2 separate regions of the Ovis canadensis genome follow, and region 1 is linked to region 2. Evidence: chromatin contacts called from public Hi-C data. All regions are on one chromosome and are shown on one strand. Each heading gives the region's core, a stretch centred on a gene start, on an enhancer-like site or on the middle of the called end of the contact. The rest is flanking DNA. Distances are from core to core; before and after follow the strand shown. Region 1 has its middle 17 kb from the start of TRNAG-CCC. Region 2 has its middle 57 kb from the start of TRNAG-CCC.

What was found. A called contact is a pair of places that touch in the nucleus more often than the background predicts.
Region 1: a Hi-C map of fibroblasts shows a contact between it and region 2, with 2.5 times the contacts expected there. The contact joins two enhancer-like sites. A contact is called at or near these places in 2 of 2 Hi-C or Micro-C datasets (fibroblasts and lung).

The regions. Positions count from the first base shown.
Region 1 is chrX:129,850,038-129,853,634 of ARS-UI_OviCan_v2, reverse strand. No RefSeq gene overlaps it. Among named protein-coding and RNA genes, the nearest start is that of TRNAG-CCC, 17 kb to the left of the region's middle. Within about 2 kb of position 1,519, the one cell type or tissue checked has open chromatin away from gene starts, as enhancers often do. A contact at or near this core is called in fibroblasts, where this site is marked.
Region 2 is chrX:129,810,308-129,814,001 of ARS-UI_OviCan_v2, reverse strand. No RefSeq gene overlaps it. Among named protein-coding and RNA genes, the nearest start is that of TRNAG-CCC, 57 kb to the left of the region's middle. Within about 2 kb of position 2,186, the one cell type or tissue checked has open chromatin away from gene starts, as enhancers often do. A contact at or near this core is called in fibroblasts, where this site is marked.

The sequences.
Region 1 (3,597 bases), core at 270-2,769, 40 kb before region 2:
GTGGAGAGGGAGGACTCAGGAGTTATTTATTGTTTAATGGGTACAGAGTTTCAGTTAGGGATGATGAAAAAATCTAGAGATGAATAGAGGTGATGGTTGTACAATATGTGAATATACTTAACGCCACTGAATTGTACACTTAAAATGGTTAAAAAATAAATAAAATAAAAACAAAACAGGCCCAGCAGCGGCCTGGTACGCTGAGCTTGCAGCCCACAAGAAATGGGTTTTGAGGTCCCAGGACAGAGCCTGAGACGTCAGAAGCAGGTCACACACAGAGAAGAGCGGCAGTGAGTGGCATTGCCTCAAGAGGGTGCCAGAGAGCTCTGGGAGCGCCTTACTCCACCCCACCCCATGCACAGTCTGTGCCTGTACACAGACATACACACCCAGACACACACACCCAGATACATACACCCTCTACACACACACACACACACACACACACACACACACCCCTCTGCAGAGAAGACACTGCAGGCCAAGCCAGCAGTGTTGGGTGTGGCCTGACTCTCCGGGAGTCCTGGGGAATCCCTATAACTGGGCAGAGGTCATGCCTGTTTCTCCCAGCTTCTCCAGGGAGTAAGTCCTCCCCTCCAAGGCCTGAGTCGGTTTATTCTCCAGTGAAAAGATTGCTGGGAGGTGCTACATGTCCAGGCTTCCCAGGTGGTGCTAGTGGTAAAGAACCTGCCTGTCAATACTGGAGACAAGAGACACAGGTTCGATCCCTTGGTCGGGAAGGTTCCCTAGAGGAGGGCATGGCAACTCACTCCAATATTCTTGCCTGGAGAATCCCATGGACAGAGGAGCCTGGTGGGCTACAGTCCATAAGATCCCACAGAGTTGGACACAGCTGAAGCAACTTAGCATACACATATGCTACCTGTCCAGTCCTCAGGAATGCTGGGGGGAAAGTAGGCAGTCTAATCCAAGTGGCAAGATCAGGGATTCAGACTAGGGTTCAAATCCTGATTATGCCACTTGGTAGTGTATGACCTTGGGCACACTGTTTAACTCCTGTGTGCCTCACTTTCCTTGTCTGTAAGATGTGACTGATACTAGTACAGGGACTGCTCTTCAGGTGTTGTAAAGATTAAATGAGATCTGTCAAGTGCTCACAACAGTGCCTGCACAGAGAGGAAAGCTATGGTTCATGGTCTCTGGGGAAGACAGTGAGAGGTAGTCCCCAGAGAGCCCTGCCTTGCATCCCCCTAGGTTGTTATTGGATGGGTCTCAGGAGGGAAGCGAAGAGCCAGCAGCAGAGAGCTGGTGGTAATACTGATCTTCCAAGCCCCAGACACCTTCAGAGAAGGAGAACGGGAAGGGGATGTGTCCTTCTCATGTCTCCTAGGGCCAGCTGTACAGTAACAGCCACTGTTTCGATTCCCGCCTCCTGATGTCTAAGCTTGTTTTTGTGGCTGTAGAGGAAAGGCATGGGCGGGGCTCTGCTGCACAGCACCAAGAACCACAAACCCGTCCCCTGAGTTGAGGGTACAGAATGTACCCAGACTGCAAACCACACCCTGTGGCTTGGGGAGGCCCCTGGGGCGGGCTGGGAAACTGTCACACGACATTGTTTGAGAGCCCTGTGCCTAGCAACTAGCTTGGGATGCCACAGCATTTGGACAATGGGATGTCCCAAGAGGGCCAGGACTGAGTTAAGGGACCTCCTGCCAAAGGATCTCCCAGGACCCTGGGTCCCTCTCATCCGAGAGAGGTCTGTGGACCCCTGGCACCCTCCTGGGCCAAATTAGGTCTAGAGCTGACCTAGGAGAGCTTCCAGCCTAAGACCACCAAGAGGGAGCATTCCCAGTCCCAACCAGACCCTCCTCCACCCCAACCAATTTCGGGGAACAGATTCTGCCCTCCCCTCCACCTGTCTGCTCCAAGCCCAGGAGGCCTCACCAGGGTTCCCAGAGCAGTGAAAGCACAGAGCCAGATGAGACCTTTGGGGAGGGTGGAGACAGTTTCTTGAAGCAATTTGAAAATGAAAGCAGGTTGGGAAGAGGCCAAACCCACAGAAAATGACGGAAGGACTTCTGGTCAGATGAGTTGGAGAAAGAAGGTCCTTTGAAACCAGATGAAATTCAGTGGGGACAAGTGCAAGGGGCTCATTAGTGACAAAACCTGACAACATAATTTGGCTCAACACAAATAAACACAAAAACACCAAGTGAAGGAGGGAGTTGACCACAAGTTGGATATGAATCAGCCTCAGAAGAGAGCATGGCTCACTTACATCGGCTGCATTTTCCAAACCAAAGATCAGAATGCCTATTAAGCAAGGATAAGTATACTTAGGGGAAACAAGTTTCAGTGGTTGGAATTGAGACTCTCTCCCCAGCAAACCTAAGTCCTAGGCTCACTGTGACCATGCTCTGTATGAGAGCTATGTCCAGAATCTGGGGGAAATGGAGAAGGTTCAAAAGAAGAAAAAAGATGAGAAATGGGACCTCTGAGCAAAAATTGGCAAAGGAAAGGTAGCACGAGAAGGTGGAAAGAACCCAGGCACCAGCATTCAGGAGCTGGACACTGAGCTACTTTGCAGCATCAGGAAAGGTACTTAACCTCCTGAGCTCCAGTTTCCTTGTCTTTAAAAGTGGAATCATCATATCTGCCATAATTTTTGTGAAGATTTAAGTGATTCCAGAGACATAAATCACAAAACACATAGTAGGTCCTCAATAAATGCATAGCTGTCAGTTTGGAGAGGGAAGAATAAGATACAGAGGATTTTATGAGGAGGTTATGAAGTAGTTGTTCTCCCATATCCATGGAACAAGGAGAAATGGACGACAACCGGAGTAGGAAGCACTTTGGTAGGAGTGGGTCAGAACCTGGTGATCATCAGAAGTTGCAAACTGACAGGCTGAATCCAGCCCTCAGGCATGTTTCCTTTGGCTCAAACAGTGTTTTCCAAAAATCTGAATTACTTGCCAACCTTTTAAAATGTGAAAGATTTCACATGAAAGTACATATTTCTGGCCTCTCTTGAGAAAGCAGAAAATCTAGCCATCCTGGACCCACATGTTTGCATGACAGTGATTATGGGAAGGGAGCCAGCAAGTGCTGCTTCTGCAAGGTCTCTCCTCACACCAGTGTTTCTCAAACTGTAATTCTCGGAGTAATCACCTGATGTAGGTGCTAAATTGCTTCAGTCACATCGGACTCTGCGATCCTGTGCACTGTAGCCTGCCAGGCTGCTCTGTCCGTGGGATTCTCTAGGCAAGATTATTGGGGTGGGTTGTCATGCCCTCGTCCAGGGGATCTTCCCCACCCAGGGATCGAACCCATGTCTCTTACATCTCCTGCACTGGCAGACGAGTATTCTGTTAAAATGCACATGCTAATATCCAGAAGAGGCAAATCCACAGAAAGTATAATAGGGGCTGCCCATGCTTATTTAACTTATATGCAGAGTACATCATGAGAAACGCTGGACTGGAAGAAACACAAGCTGGAATCAAGATTGCCGGGAGAAATATCAATAACCTCAGATATGCAGATGACACCATCCTTATGGCAGAAAGTGAAGAGGAACTAAAAAGCCTCTTGATGAAAGTGAAAGAGGAGAGTGAAAAAGTTGGCATAAAGCTC
Region 2 (3,694 bases), core at 937-3,436:
ACCTGAGGAACTGGGCTGCCTACAAAGCGTTAATTACGTCCATTAATTTCTAGCCAACTAGGAGGAGAGGAGGTGAGATTTGAAATCAAGATTTTTCCAGGGTAAGTAGGATGATGTTAGGATACTTCAAAATACCCTAAAGAGAATGTGCAGCTTATTTCCTCTGGTCTTTCTAGACTCCTTCTCCCTATACCTCAGGTCCTAGTGGCCCCGCTTCCTCATCTCACTCCGTGGGTTCTTCCTTTGGAGCTTCACCAGAAGTACCTTCTTCTGTAGTGGTTCCCAGTCTGAGAGCCCTGTGCCTTGCGCCTCTGCAGTCTTAGTCTGTAAATAATCTACCACCCACATTTCTGTTCTACTTTTCAAACCCACCTCTATGCTCATGTGGCAAATACAGTAAGCTTCTTTAAAAGCCCCATTGAATTCACAGTCACTGCTTGTCATTACGTATTCTCTTTCTCTATCTCAGTGAATAATACCCTGGAGACACCATGTGTTCAGTTCCAGACTGTGGCCATAAAGTGAATATCATAATAAAGCAAGTCACGTGAATATTTTTGTTTCCCAGTGCATATCAAATGTATGTTTACAGTATACTGTAGTCTATTAAGTGTGCAGTAGCATTAGGGCTTAAAAAACAATGTTCAGTTCAGTTCAGTTCAGTCGCTCAGTCGTGTCCGACTCTTTGCGACCCCATGAATCGCAGCATGCCAGGCCTCCCTGTCTATCACCAACTCCAGCGTTCACTCAAACTCATGTCCATCGAGTCGGTGATGCCATCCAGCCATCTCATCCTCTGTCGTCCCCTTCTCCTCCTGCCCCCAATCCCTCCCAGCATCAGGGTCTTTTCTAATGAGTCAACTCTTCACATGAGGTGGCCAAAGTACTGGAGTTTCAGCTTCAGCATCATTCCCTCCAAAGAACACCCAGTACTGATCTCCTTTAGAATGGACTGGTTGGATCTCCTTGCAGTCCAAGGGACTCTCAAGAGTCTTCTCCAACACTGCAGTTCAAAAGCATCAATTCTTCAGTGCTCAGCCTTCTTCACAGTCCAGCTCTCACATCCATACATGAACACTGGAAAAACCATAGCCTTGACCAGACAGACCTTTGTTGGCAAAGTAATGTCTCTGCTTTTGAATATGTCATCTAGGTTGGTCATAACTTTCCTTCCAAGGAGTAAGCGTCTTCTAATTTCATGGCTGCAATCACCATCTGCCATGATTTTGGAGCCCCCCAAAATGAAGTCTGACACTGTTTCCACTGTTTCCCCATCTATTTCAAGTTGGCTTAAAGCTCAACATTCAGAAAAAGCAATGTACATACCATAATTAAAAAATACCTTATCACTGAAAAATGCCAAGCATCATCTGAGCCTTCAGCAAGTCATAGTATCATCAAAGATCTCAGATCACCATAAAAATATAGCAACAGCGAAAAAGTTGAAAACATCACAAGAATTACTGAAATGTCACACCAGGACACAAAGTGAGCAAACACTGTTGCAAAAATGGCACTGATAGATTTGTTTGATGCAGGGTGGCCAGAAACCTTTGTTTAAAAAAAAAAATATCTGCAAAGTACAATAAAGTGAGGTATGACTATATTAAGAGTTCAACTACTTTTGGGTTGGGATAGATTGGGGGAGAGTTTTGACATTTAAAAGGGGCTCCTGATGTCACCAAGGTCCCATGAGATCAGTGGGAGTAGCACTGAGCTCTCTGGTTCTGAGTTTTCTTATCTGTGAAATGGAGGTGAATCACAAGTGTCTGTTTCTGTAAGGGCAGGAAACATGGCTGTGGCGGTGGGGAGGGGGCGGCAGGCTGCATGAGGATCAGATGAGACGGTGGTAGGAGGGTCCTGGGAGAGGGAGCATGTCCAGGCAGGGGAACATACCGCTTCGGTACTTCTGGTTCTTTTCCTTGTACTGGGTCCAGCCCGACCAGCTGGGCCCGGAAGCCCCAAGCTGTGAAGGTCTTTCCAGGAGTCATGTTTTCTTTTGCCTTTCCCCACCCCTGCTGGTTTTCTGTGGAACAAAAACAACAAGAGCTGCTCCTCTATGTGACTGACAAACAGCCACAAAGTTCCTCTTATCTAGTCTAGCAACTGCTGTGGCCTCAGAAGGTGCAGTGTTTGTCTCTGTTTAGTCATGGTTGCCTGGGCAACGTACTTGTTCTCTCTTTCCCACTGTGTGACTGTGGGTATGTTTTTCCCCTTTCTCATAGGGAAGGGCTGGATGACCAGAGAGGGCTGTATGTTTGCTGGGCCATCTCCTGAGTTTCCTTTTTTCATCTGTTGGTTCTTATTTGGCTGGAAATCAGCATATGGGAAGTCTGCAGATGAGCCTAAGAGTGGAAAAGTCCCTCAGTTCGTGAGATGGGGAGGGGATGGGAGTAAGTGGGAACTGGGGAGAACTGGGTTGGGTGGAGAGATGAGGGGAACTGGGGGAGTAGCTGCTTGATGCAACCTTTGTGTCCATTCTACCAGCTGTGAAGTCTGCACAGCCAGGAAATTGATCAAATGGGCAGGTGCAGACAATGAGCTTGGCATCATGAGTTGAGAGGTGAGGAGCAGAAAGAGAAGTTGGGATTTGAGAGACCAGCAAGCAGGGTAAGGTTGTGAAGAAGAGGTTTAGTGATTCTAAACGAATAGGCCTACATGTGTGACCTTTACAGTGAAAGAAGCCTGCCATTGGGAATATATCCAGTCAGTGATGGGTGCAAGAAAAGGAGCCAAGACCTCTTGGCCCTTGAGGTTTATGGCTCAGGAAGGTCAAGGAGTTCCTTTAAATTTCAAGTGACAAAGAGGTAGGTGCATATGCTATAGGAAGCTGAGATGGAACGGAGTCACTCACACAGGAGTGATTCCCTCCCTTGGGAAACTGGGAGGCTTAGACCACAGCTTAGGGCCCATAGTGGCTCCAGGTAAGGACACAGTGGAGGAGACAGTGAATGCCCAGAATCAGAGAAATGGCTGGACCCCAGATGCCAGAGACATGGAGCCCAGGAAAGGGTGATGGGTAAGTAAGGATGCCTCCAAGGAGAGACAGAGGAGGGAAGTGGAGTTGGGATACTTAGACTTGGCCGTGCCCAAGGGGCTGGTGGGTTTTGTGAGCAAAATCTCAGTAGTAACAAGTGCAGCAGCAGAGCTTGAGAGCATCTCCCCTTGGGGGAGTGGGATGGGGTTTGGGCCATCGTATATACTGTGTGTCCTTTTCTCACTGAGGCCCTCTTAGCCCCTTTTCCAGTGTCAGTGGTCTCCTGTGGGTGGTATTAAGGTAAATGTACTAAGTGATCTGGATGATGTTTCAGAGGGGAGAGGCCCATTTGTGTTTATTTGGTTCCCCTCTTCTTGCTCCCTCACATGGACACCGTGCCATTTTCTTTTGGGGCCTTTCTTGGGGGACCCTTCCTTGCAAATCACCCCTCAAGCTGAAGTTGTACATTAGTAGTCACCTCACCACTCACTCCCAAGCTGCCATATGAAAGCAGGAGTGGGAGAGAGGGATGGATGGAAGATTGGGTCCCAATTTGCCATAATAGCTGTGTGACTTTTGGCAAGTCACTTCAGCGGGCTGAGTCTCCGCTTACTCACCCGTACAATGGGGGTGTTGTGACAGTTACGCAAGATCATTGGTGTAGCACAGGCCTGCCACTCAGGTGGTGCCCATGAGCAGATGAGTCAGAAAAACAGT